Regions from separate parts of the Macaca mulatta genome. Here all the other regions are linked to region 3. The links are chromatin contacts, called in public Hi-C maps. All regions are on one chromosome and are shown on one strand. The core of a region is the stretch at or near the end of the contact, and the rest is flanking DNA. Distances in the headings are between cores, read along the strand shown. Region 1 has its middle 27 kb from the start of EIF4E. Region 2 holds the start of METAP1 (methionyl aminopeptidase 1). Region 3 holds the start of RAP1GDS1 (Rap1 GTPase-GDP dissociation stimulator 1).

Evidence for each region. A called contact is a pair of places that touch in the nucleus more often than the background predicts.
Region 1: a Hi-C map of fetal cortical plate shows a contact between it and region 3, with 2.2 times the contacts expected there. The contact joins the enhancer-like site here to the promoter of RAP1GDS1 in region 3. A contact is called at or near these places in 3 of 14 Hi-C or Micro-C datasets (fetal cortex germinal zone, fetal cortical plate and liver).
Region 2: a Hi-C map of fetal cortex germinal zone shows a contact between it and region 3, with 6 times the contacts expected there. The contact joins the promoter of METAP1 here to the promoter of RAP1GDS1 in region 3. A contact is called at or near these places in 2 of 14 Hi-C or Micro-C datasets (fetal cortex germinal zone and liver).

What each region holds. Positions count from the first base shown.
Region 1 is chr5:108,211,565-108,215,641 of T2T-MMU8v2.0, reverse strand. No RefSeq gene overlaps it. Among named protein-coding and RNA genes, the nearest start is that of EIF4E, 27 kb to the right of the region's middle. Within about 2 kb of position 2,056, at least 39 of the 40 cell types and tissues checked have an H3K27ac peak or open chromatin away from gene starts, as enhancers often do. A contact at or near this core is called in fetal cortex germinal zone and fetal cortical plate, where this site is marked.
Region 2 is chr5:108,273,247-108,277,120 of T2T-MMU8v2.0, reverse strand. METAP1 (methionyl aminopeptidase 1) reads right to left here and starts at 2,449. Exons shown (of 11, transcript NM_001261513.1): 1 at 2,265-2,449. The coding sequence starts at 2,378.
Region 3 is chr5:107,561,187-107,565,158 of T2T-MMU8v2.0, reverse strand. It overlaps RAP1GDS1 (Rap1 GTPase-GDP dissociation stimulator 1), which reads right to left and starts at 2,411. Exons shown (of 15, transcript XM_078002021.1): 1 at 2,226-2,411.

The sequences.
Region 1 (4,077 bases), core at 807-3,306, 650 kb before region 3:
TGCCTCGGCCCCCCAAAGTGCTGGGATTACAGGCATGAGCCACTACGCCTGGCCTGTTAATTCTATCTACTTTAAAACCTAGTAGAGCTAAGCCCACTAGACAAAAGCTTTCATTAATTACTTCTGATATTCAGGTAAACCAAAACATATGAACAGGCAATGACTTTGAGTTCTTATACAGCCTCAATTATGTGTTAGTCAACTCAAGTATCCATTATGTACTCAATAATAGGTATGACACAGCTCTGGACCTCAGTAACACTATAAGCAGACAGGCACAGGCAGCCTGCATATACTCCTTTTCCTGGTGTCAACATTATTTAAAAGCATGGGAAATAATGAGACATTGTCTTCTTCATTAGAACCTTGGGAATCTGCTAGATTTCTTCATCTCTATTTGTTGTATTAGTAACCAAACTGTGCAAAAACATGGTCTTGAGAAATGATAGCACAGTATCTTAGAGGGAAAGGAAATGTAGGATGTCAGTGTGGGGACAAATTTCTGATTGCCAGTGACTGTTGTGAGCATAACAATAATTTCATGAATATTAAATCCTCTGTTGATGGCAGCTGCAGTTGTAAACGAAAAAAAAAAGGTCCTTATCATTTAAAACCACACTGGTGTACATCATAATCAAAGTAAACATAAGAAAAAAATTTAAACTTTGCTAAAAAACAAAAAAAACAACAACAAAAAAGAAGCAGCCGCTGATCTTTAGGAAGGCACGCGGTTGCTTATTATGAATCATTTCTAGAGTCCAGTGCATTTTCAAAGCCGGTTACAGTCATTACAAAGTACACCCTTGTGAGGTAAGTGTATCATCACCTTTGTTTCATAAATAAAAAAGCTGAGGCGCCGAACCACTAAGTCACTCGCCTAAGGAGAATGAGTCAACGTCAAGAGGCATAGCTGACCCGGCCTAACGACTCCAGACTATCAGTCCAGGGCTTAGTCAGCGGGGCCCGGAGTGGCTTCCCTGGCTGGCACCTGGACTTAGGCTATTTCTGTGCACGTTAAAGCAGAATATTGGAACGGTTGCGCAGAACTTCCAAGTAATTTTTACTGCCACCCAAGATTTAGCCCTGAGGTCTTAATCTCAGGATTTGGGACAGTAAAAGCTGTCGTCCCCTCCCCCTCATCCAGCCGGTGGCAAGCGGGTACTGCGAGCGGTTCCGTCCGTCCCCTTTCGCAGAAATGGCAACGAATGACCACCAGCATTAGCGGAGTCAGGGGACGTGGGAGGGTTGATTGCCTAAACGACTCTGCATCGCCGCCTCTTTTTGAAACTAAGAGAAAATGGTGGGAGGTCAAAAGAAAACTAAATAAACACACAGGCAACTTGTCCTGGGACCTCAACTAAGCAAATGAAGCCGTATTGTGTGTGCTGAGCCTGCAGTTCCCAACCTTCCGGGGAAGATGGGAGGACAGGGCGACAAAGGGCACAGTAGGCATGCCTGGCAGTAAGTGTGACCGCAGCTATCCAGGAGGAAGAGCAGAGGACTGAAACCACCCTCCAGCAAGCGAGCGTCCGCCGCGTTGAGAACCGCGCACCCTACCCATCAGCCACGTGACCGGTCCTTTTTAAAAAAAATCTGCCTTAAAAAAAAAAAAAAAAAAAAAAAAAAGGTGGGGGAGAGACTCCACTTCCCAGAAGCCTCTCGTTACCCACGCAGCCGCAGTCTTGCGCAGGCGCCGCCAGGGCCAAACGGACACGTCCATCACGTGGTCAGTAGCTGGCCAATCCGGTTTGAATCTCATTTTTTTCCTCTTACCCCCCCTTCTGGAGCGGTTGTGCGATCAGATCGATCTAAGATGGCGACTGTCGAACCGGTGAGTATTGCCTTTGGCCCCCACCCCCACGGGTCCCCGCGCTCCGTCCCCCTTCTAACTGGGGGACTCCGCGGGACTGCGTTCCCGGCGCGCACTCTACCCCTTGCCGCCCCCTCCCCCTCATGTTGGACCTGACCTCCCGTGGACAAGTGGAGACGTCCCGGAGGCTGGCCGAGGCGGCATGTAGCGCACACTTTCTGGTGGGGGCCCGAGAACTGGGGGAGCGGTGTGGGGGAGGGGCGGCGTGGCGCCTCCTGCGGAGCCGCGAGGTGTCTACAGGGTGGAGGGTAGCTGGGGTTCTGGGCTAGTTGTGTGGGGATGGTGTCTTCGTGATGGGAAGGCGCGGGGCCGGCTCCCAGCGAGCACTGGGATCCGCAGGCAGGGTGGGCGGCGAGCCGGCCTGGAGTGAGATGGAGGAGGGAGCCCTGGGGCAGTCTTTCTCTCCCTCCAGAGCCCCAGCCCCGGGGCTCGGGTGCGGGGCGCGCGCACGTCTTCCTTAGACCGGTGGACTGTGGAGCTGGTGGGCGAGTGTTGCCGGAGGGTGGGTTAGGCGGGAGTGGTACCGCGGCACGCGCGGAGGAGCTTCGACCTCGCTTAGAGGAGTTGAGAGGGGCGAGCGCCTGTTAATCCAACGCGCCGAAGTGTTGCCGGTGTTTGCGCCGGGGTAGGCGAGAAAGGTTGGGGTGGGAAAGAACACTCGAGTGTCACGGTGAAGCTCTCCAAGTAGAATGAGGGATGGTGGTGGTGAGAAAGGGTATCACATTGTCCTCGCCCCTCCATGCTTGGGACTGGGCTGTCATGGAGGAGGGAAGGGGGAGGAGCGAGGCCTACAGATCGCTGTAGCCGGTCGGCTTGCCGGCCGGACCTGCTGCATTTCACACGCGCCGGTCTTCCATTCATTCATCCTTTCCGCGCAGTGCGCACGCCTCTGAGAATGCGAATGGGGCTAGATCCCTCTGTTCTTCCGAGTCTTTATCGCCTGGAAGATTTCTGAGACGCAGTTCATTGGAAATAGAAACTTTTACATTTACTTTTCCATTTGATTTTTTTTTTTCTCTATGCTACAGGCTTTCCTTTCGATTTAGGCACCATTTTAAACTTAACTGAAGCAAGCTGGTCCCAGGGTAGGTTTGTAGTTAATCTTTAAGCAGAGGGTATATTTTTTCATAATTTGAGTTTGCCAGGACTGGCTCACTGAAACTTCTGGGCTCTGTTGCCTTTTTAGAAATGACACAGCTAAGTGAAGATATCTTGGGTGCATAATGGAGTTTATTAGCAATCAGTAAACCTTTCACACTCTGGAACCATCTCTAGACTTTGGTTGCCAGATACTTTTGTGTATCTTTTCATGGTAGCTTGTGGTTTCGCTAATGGTTTACCAGTTTGCTTTGCTTTTAAAGATTTTTTTTTTTTTTTTTTTTTTTTTGAGATGGAGTCTTGCTCTGTCGCCCAGGCTGGAGTGCAGTGGCGTGATCTCGGCTCACTGCAACCTCCGCCTCCCGGGTTCAAGCTATTCTCCTGCTTCAGCTTCCTGAGTAGCTGAATCCGGATTACAGGCGCGCGCCACCTTGCCCGGCTAATTTTTGTATTTTTAGTAGAGACGGGGTTCCACCATGTTAGCCAGGCTGGTCTCAAACTCCTGACCTCAAGTGATCCTCCCACCTCGGCCTCCCAAAGTGCTGGGATTACAGGCGTGAGCCACCGCGCCCGGCATTTTTAAAGACTTTAGTGAAACAATTTCAAAAACTCTTATAGACTACACAAAGGCTTATTTTTCATTGCGTTGGTGTAAACTATCCTTACCTTTTTGTCAGAATTCAAGGCAGCGTTTCTGCTTGCTTACTTGCTTGCTTGTTTTTTTATTGGCACCAGTTTTCATTTATGTTCCTGGGAATTAGATTGAAAAACTCTTAAGTTGTTGCTACAGATAACTGATTTTAGAACATTAATGTTACATAACACTAATGAAGGATAGGTATGTAAAATATAAATTTTAAACCCCTTTGACAGGTTCTGATGTCCACTTTTGTCTAGATCTGTTCCTACCCCACTATACTAGTGTCAGTAAAAAGCATTACATCTGGTAATAGGGGCAAGGCTACAAGACTGTAAACTATAAAATAATAAGGAATGCTGTGAAGTTTCTGTCACATTTAGGTCCCTTGAGTTTTGCAGAGTTTATGCAGTTTTGTTTCAGGAGCACAGAACAGAACTGCAAAGTGATGAAGGACTATATTTTGAGTTAG
Region 2 (3,874 bases), core at 1,200-3,699, 710 kb before region 3:
ACAGCTTTTGGCTAGAGCAAGAGACTCAGAAGAGGGGCCCTGAATGTGGGGCTGGAATCCTGAAAGCAATGAGGGATATGCATAATCAGACTGCGGGAAAAACAACTTCTGTACAAAAGGTTTTGTTTGAGATAGGGTTTTTTGTGGGTGTCTGTTTGCAAGGGGAGGAATTACAGTAGAGAAATAAATTAAGAGACTACGACAACTGATTTGGCGGAAAATTTTAAAAGTTGACCCGAGGAGGTGGTAAGAGAAAAGAAGAAAAAGAGACAGTTGGGACAGCCACTCTGGGAATATTTGAGTGCATGTCTAACAGCGATACCAGAAATATACCTGCAGAATCCAACATGTAAACACCTCAAATCCTAATACACGGAATAAACCCTGAATGTTTTGTTTTCGCAAATGTGTCTAGCATTTTCCCACAAACCCCAATGATTCAACCTTCTTTCCACCTGTTTCATGAATGTGTGTTTCATGCTACCTTTTTAAAATCTTAACAGAAGAGGGTCAGAGATATTAACTCAAAATGCCACCTACTTTTAAAGTTATTCTACTCAGATGGTACACAAATGTCAAAAGCAAACACTGTTTCTTAAGTTCAGGTCCCACACAGGCCACAAAAGGATAGAATTTGGAAATTTTAAAGAATCTAAAGGACCTGTACTAGGTTTAACATGAGTAATGCTCAACATGTTAAACCTAGCACAGATCCTTTAGATTGTTGAGTAATGCTATTTTTAGATCAAGCAACACTCCTCCACGTGCAAGTTTTTCCAAATGATGCTAACAAGGTCAAGGATCATATCCTATCTAAAAACAAGACTATATAACACAGGTAAGACCTCTTGCAATGGCTTATCTACAAGTATTGTGACATAAAAATTGTATTTATTTATATCTTTACGTTTTTATATGTTTTATGTTGGAAAATACTTTTATTATTTGTACTGTGTTCATATGTCTGCCTTCACTCTTATTCATATTTTTATTTATGGCAGAGTTAAATTGTACTATAATCCTTGAAAAAATAAAAGGTCTTACATTATAACAGCATTTCACGTTCCTTGGATAATTTGGGTTTCAGAAGAAGCTTGTGAAACTTACTAAGAAAGCTATAATCATCCCCTCTGTACAGGGTAACACTGGAACTCAGAAAGATTAAGTAACTTTACTAATTCAAGATCGCACAGTAATTGGCAAGAGCAGGGCCCCAATCAGGCCTTCTCTTTATTCCTGCTCTCCTCCCCACAGGACACTACCAATTTAATATTTCAATATTCATGTGCCTCTCTTCAGTAAACCTGGACTGTAAGTAAGAGCCATACTATTGCCGCCCAGCCCTCACCCTGGGTCTCGAAATGCAGCAGCAACACTAGTCACTCTTCAGTAAACAGAAACACGAGCACGCGCTTCAGTCAGGACCCCATTCAACGCTGGGTTTGCTCTACTGCACAAAACTTACTAAAACACATTACAGCCTTCACGCCTAACCCTCAATGGAACTGTCCTTTTCACTCTGGGAAATTCAGTCACAGGTGACTCATCCCGTTAGCTTACAGCTTTGTAAATTAATAATTTTATATACCGAGGGAAAAGAACGAATTACACAGACCTCTCCATTCCCCACCCCCAAAGTTGCTTAAGTGTCAACGCACGGTAGTAAAGCACAAAGAAGTGGGGCTGGACCTACCTAGCGTTTCTCCCCTCTGTTCCTCCTCTCTGCTACTCCGACCGTCCTCCGGCCACCCATCTCTCAGAGACCGGCGGGTCGCTTCCACCCCCCACCCCGCAGGGATCCGACGGACGGCCCGGCAGCCTCCAGCGCCCAGACCCGAGCCCCGCCGGTGCCGCGGCTGTGGAGGCTCGCGACGCTCGGGCTGCCCTGTTTCACGGCGCCGCTACCTGCCCCCGGCAGCCCGCACACCTGGCGGCCCCAGCCCCAGCGCAAGGAACCAGCCCCAGAACGCGGAGGTCTAGCGCGGCCGCGCGACCCCACACGAGCCAGCTTCCGCCCCAGCCCACATGGCCGCGGCGGGCGGCGGCCCCCGCCCCCGCGTGAGCCCCGCGCGGCTCCCGAGGACCCGGGGACCCCAGGAGGCAGGAGGGGGCGGTGGCGACGCGGGTGGGGGGAGGAGGAAACGCGGCCGGGGGGAGGAGGAGGAGCGCGTCCCGACTCGCCGCAAGAGCGGGAGGAGCCAGCAAGGGAGAGGCGAAGAGGAGTCCCGCGGTGGCGGCAGATCCGCGGGGCAGCGGGCGTCTACCTGCGAGCAGAAGTACGAGCCCTGGATGCCCAGCTTGATGCAGGTGGGACACTGGAGCTTGGCCTCACTGCTGCAGCCGTCTGTCTCGCACACCCGCGTCTCCACGGCCGCCATGCTGCCTGCCCGCTGGAAGAGCGCCTCACCGAGGAAGAGGCGGCGGCGGGAGGGAAGAACGGCCGGGCGGAGGGGAGGGGAGAGAGACCGAGTCGGGGGAGGAGCAAGGCCTGCCGCCGGCCTGGGCGCGGAAGGGGGAGGAGCCCAGGGCCGACCGGGACCACGCAGCGCGCCCCGCCCCCGCCCCGCGCGCGCAGCTGGTGCCCCGCCCCGCCACCTTCGCCCCGCCCCCCGCCCGCCGCTCGCGGTGGCTGGGTGCCCAAGCTTCCTAGCGGCGCGCACGTGGGGGCTGTAAGGGAGCTCGGCAGGGCCCCTCCCATTCGGCGCCTTCGGGCGTCGGCCAGCGCAGAGCGCGACCTGCCGGCGCCTGGCTGTGAGGAGCCGCCCTCTCGCGGCGCACTCTCTGTGCCTACAGTCAGATAAGGCAGTTGTCCTCACTGACAAACACCCAAGAGCCCTGATCATCCCCGACACCCGCAGGCGGCTGGAGAGGGCGCTGCGCTCCTCTGCGTTGGTTCCCCCCGGACGCTCCTTGGAGAACAGTCCCCTGGGTTAAGTTCTATTTCTCAGTGACATTGTCAGGTCTGAGGCCTAAAGACCACCGCTCATTCGCAGAAAGGAGAGCAATAGAACTGTCAACGAGAAGCTGGGCTGGAATTCACATCTGCCCTCCCTCCTGCCCGAATTTTTTTTGCCACACCACCAACCCCCCTTCAAAAACGATAGCGCTAGTAATAGTAACACAACTATCAGGTATTCAATACAAATAATAATTGTTTGTATTATCCCAGTTGATTGCTTCCGCGGTAAATAGGGGAGAATTGTGCTGATCCTGAAATGTCAGAGTCGAAAGAAGCTGCGGAGGCCTTCCGCTGCGAACCTGTTGCCTCAATCTTTTCATCTGTATTCCAGGTCTGCCGTGTTGTAACTCATGCTTGAGTGCCTCCCTGTCACTAGGGAAGAGCGAAAAACTAGCATTTACTGATCACAAAAGGCTGTGAACTTTGTTATCTTACTGTATTTTTTTAGCTTCTCCGTACTTAATACACCAGAAAAGCTCATATTACTTTTATTTTTAAGAACTTTGTTTTGGCTAGGAGCAGTGGCTCACGCCTGTAATCAATCCCAGCACTTTGAGAGGCCAGGGCATCCAGGGCACCAAGGCCCGCGGATTCTTTGAGGCCAGGAGTTCGAGACCAGCGTGGAAATATGACAAAACCCCGTCTCTACAAAAACTAAAACTAAAAACTAAAAAATTAGCTGGGCGTGGCGGTAGGCACCTGTAGTCCCAGCTACTGAGGAGGCTGAGCCAGGAGGATCCGTTGAACCTGAGAAGTCAAGGATATGGTGAGCTATGATCCCGCCACTGCACTCCAGCCCAGACGACAGAGCAAGACCATGTCTCAAAAAAAAAAAAAAAAGAACTTAGTTTTGCAATATAAGCAGTACGAATGATGTAATAAAATCAAGGAGTAGAAATATTTACATGCATACGT
Region 3 (3,972 bases), core at 1,162-3,661:
TATGTGCCAATCCAAATGTTTGTTCATACTATGTGCCAATCCAAATGTTTGTTCAGAGACTAAATCTTCAGATGCAAAAGCTGAAAATAATAGGTGGTTTTAAGTTCAACAATTTGCCAAAGATTTACTGAATTCCTATTTGAAAAGCAGTGTGGGGAACACAAAAAATAATAGGACATTTTTCATCTTCTGGGACTCATGATTAAATGCACAGCACACACACATAAACAACTCCATTATATGGTAGATTATATAAGTGCTAAAAAGCTTCTAACAAGGTACAAACAGTGCTTATGAAGAGAGAGAGATTAACCAAAGAGTATCAGAGATGGCTTCAAAATGAGAGATAGGTTTCTATTTGGCCCTTTTTAAAAATCAAGCAATAGCATTCAAGATTTTGAAGATGATATTTAAGTAGATAATTTCATCTCTTTCAGGTATTTTTATTCACTAGTGTTGTAACGAAATTGGATTTTTTCCACTGAAAAAGTACGGATTTAACATGTAAGTTAAAATGTTAAATGGTTTGAGGCTCACCTGGAAACATAGGAAAATGTATTTTTCAAGCCAAACTTGAACTTACAGTCCAATATCAGATAGGGTTATTGGACATACTGAGTATTTTCTTTGAACGTACACACATTTATCTGTGTATGTACGTTCAAAGGAAACATACATAAACGTGTGTATGTTCGACGGAAATACACAGCTTGTCCAATAATCTGATATAATACCTATTTAAAATTCTACTTTAAGAGAAAGGGTAGACACGCATAAACGGCCCACCCAATTTTTACAGAAATTTGTTCAGCATATCAAGAGTACTCACATTAAAAAAAAAAAAAAAACACTTAACTGAAAATAAAATTCAGAGCCGTAGACCTTTTTTGATTCATACCACCTCCTCCATCAACCCTGGCCTCTTCCAGATATATGGCCAAAGGTCGCGATCAAAGCCTGAAGTATTTGCTGTTCCAGAAAACTCTATGGACACCATTCCCAGGTTTAGATACTTCTTGAAGATTCTGAGTTGCGCAACCTAACTTTGAACGTGTTGAGCACTGTATTAACAGATGAAAGGATCACATTCATCTCAATCTTTAAATAACTCGCACAGAAGGGGTGGGAAAAGTCCCAGTTGACAGATGCCAAGGGAGCAAATTTTAAAAAGAGGAAATTATGACAGACAGGAGTGGCAGCAAACTGGGGAACTTAGTACAAGTCGCTACTATTAAAAGAAACTTTGAGCTCTTAATTACACGACAGCATTCATCAGACGTTTCTGTGATTACTGAATGTAACAGTTAAGCAATAGATGATGTAAAAAAAATAGGTTAAATTTATATATCGTTTTATAAAACATATTTGCTCTTAAATATCTCATCCAAACCAGTATCTTCAGATTAACTATAAATACAAAAGAAGTAAAATCAGATTATGTAGATTAGACAGGGGGAAGCTGGGAAAGAATAACTACCATGTAAGTTCGGTAACAACGTTACAGGGCGCAGTTTCCTGCTACAGAAGACAGACGAAGGAATCCAAAAAATAGGCTGAGTACAGGAATATTGCACACTGTAGTCACCCAGCATTAATTCTACAGCGAGCTGCTCTATCCTTCCTCACGTTCCTCGTGGCCTCTGACAAGTCATCCTTTCAACCTATGGGGCTGTCCGCTCTCCCCCTTGGAAAATAATTTCCGTGCAGGTTGTAAGATCTCCCTCACAAACTACTTGCTTCCACTTCCCCGCCCGGGATGAGGAGTCTCCACGACCAGGAAAGGTCGCACTGACAGAGAAGGAAGTTACATTAAGTGGTCGTGGTCGGACCCGAGCCTCGAGCTCAGCAGACGCGGGGGAAAAGGAAGCGGGCGGCCTCCGGAGAAACGGGGATGGAGACGCGGATGCGAGCCCGCGAGGCAGGCTCCGTGGTGCCCGGGCACCGGCAGGAAGAATGGAGGAGGGGAGGCGAGACGGCGAGGTGCCGGGGAGCCGGGCGGCGGTCCGGCCCGCGGCCGACCCCACCCCAGCCCGCGCTCGGGACCCTCCCAGCCCCGGCACCCGGCGTGCGTTCCGCGTGCGCTGACTCTCCCCGGAGGAACAGCCAGTCTCACACCGGGGGACTGGAGAAATCCGGCAACTTTGCGCGAGAAATGCTTTCCACCCTGCAGCACGCCGAGAAAGAAAAAAATGTCAGGCGATGACGGGGGAGGAAGGATGACTTACCCATGTTGCTCCCCGAGGGTGAGGAACCGGCGGGGCGAGGAGAAGGTCTCCGGTGCGGGCGGCGCGGCTCTGTGTCCTCCCTCTACCTCCGTCTCTCCCGCAGCCAGGGAGGGACCCGCGGGGGGCGGCCGCCGGGGAGGAGCAGCTGGTGCTGCTGCAGGCGGCGCGGCCGCGGCGGGGACGAGCGGCGGGGGGCGGGGAGGGGCGGGGCGGGGCGGGGCGGGGCTGGCGGGCGCAGCCTGCGGCGGGCGCGGCTCCGAGCGGGCGGGCGGCGGAGGCGCGGTAGCCGGCCTGAAGAACGCCGGCTCCGACTCGTGGTCCGCGAGCGCCCCGCCCTCCCCACCGAGCATGCTCAGTACCTTTTCCACCCCTCCCTCTGTGGCGAGCGAGGCTAAGCGTGCGGGTGGGCGTGTGTTCGCAGACCGGCTGCAGCCGCGGCAGAGGATCTTCATGGCGGCCGTCTGAGGGGCGGAGGGTGGGCCCGGAGAAAGCAGGGAATGGGGCTGTTGAGCCCGATCTGCTAGCAGAGGACTTACCGCTGCCTTGCTTTCCCACCCTGACCCACCAACCCCCTACCCGGAACCCGGGCCCGCCTTCTTTACGGGACGACCCGGCCGCACAGGCCAGAATTAACCGGAGAAGAGGCTGAGCCGCCGCAGAGCCGGGAGGGGTGGTGGGAAGCCAAAGCTGACGCCTCGACACGAAGCTGGAAAGGACGTGTAGGCGACTAGGCCTGTGCCTCTTGGGGACACCTGAGGACGCCCGCTGGGCAGCTGGCCGAGGAGCGGCCGCCGGGAGGGTGCTCTATAGCAGGCGTGTCATTGGGACAGTTAAGGCTGCTGTAGCAGTAGCCAGCTTAGAAACAGAGGTCCCGGCAGCCAGGAGAGCGCCCGCCCCAGGATTTCCTTGAAGAGTGTGTCGTTCTCCCTCCCGGAGGAGCGCGGCCTTCCGTTCCCCGGAGGGCGCTGGAAAGGCCCTTTAACCGGGGTGCCGTCGGGCTCCATCCTGCTCTCTGTGAAAGCGGGAGGAACTACGTCCCCCAGGCTTGAAAATAGGCGTCCTGCTGGGTTGGCGGCGGCACAGCCAAGCTAACCCGGCGGAGGTCCTGTGATCCCGGGGCCGCCGCCCGCTCCCACCACCACTCGGCCGCGGGGAGAACCTGAGCAGGGCGCTCCCACTGAGGGCGTCCTCCCGACCTGGCATGCGCGTGAGGCCGGGGCTGGCTTCGGTCGTCTGCCCTGTGGGAGGAGGCTGGAGGAAACCCTAATCTTGCCCTGGCTCCTCCTGGGTGGGGTGCGGAATCTGGTCGCTCTCCGAGGCGCAGCGACCGCAGTCCTTCAGGGGAGAGGGTGCAGTCAGCAGTACAACCTGTGGGAGAAAGATAGCTGAATCGAGGTGTCTTTCCCCTGTCAACTTTCACTCGGTCAATCCAATGCTGAGACAGGGCTTTTTTTGTTTGTTTGTTTTTTAATTAGTCGCCTATTGTCACAGTCATCAGTTTCTGTTGGGTGACTGGTATTTCGAGCACACAAATCCGAAGGGGCCCTGTAATTTGTTAAGCAAAGAGCAGATTTTATGTGATTTTTCTACAGTAAGAAACGATAATTAAAAAGGTTTGGTAAAACAGGAAAATACAATTTAACTGCTGAAGTCAACTATATGGGACTTTTCTGATGCACGAGACTATCAGGCATCTCACTCTCTTAGGATGCTCTTCTTGTTTGCTTCTCAAAATAATCCCTAGTTC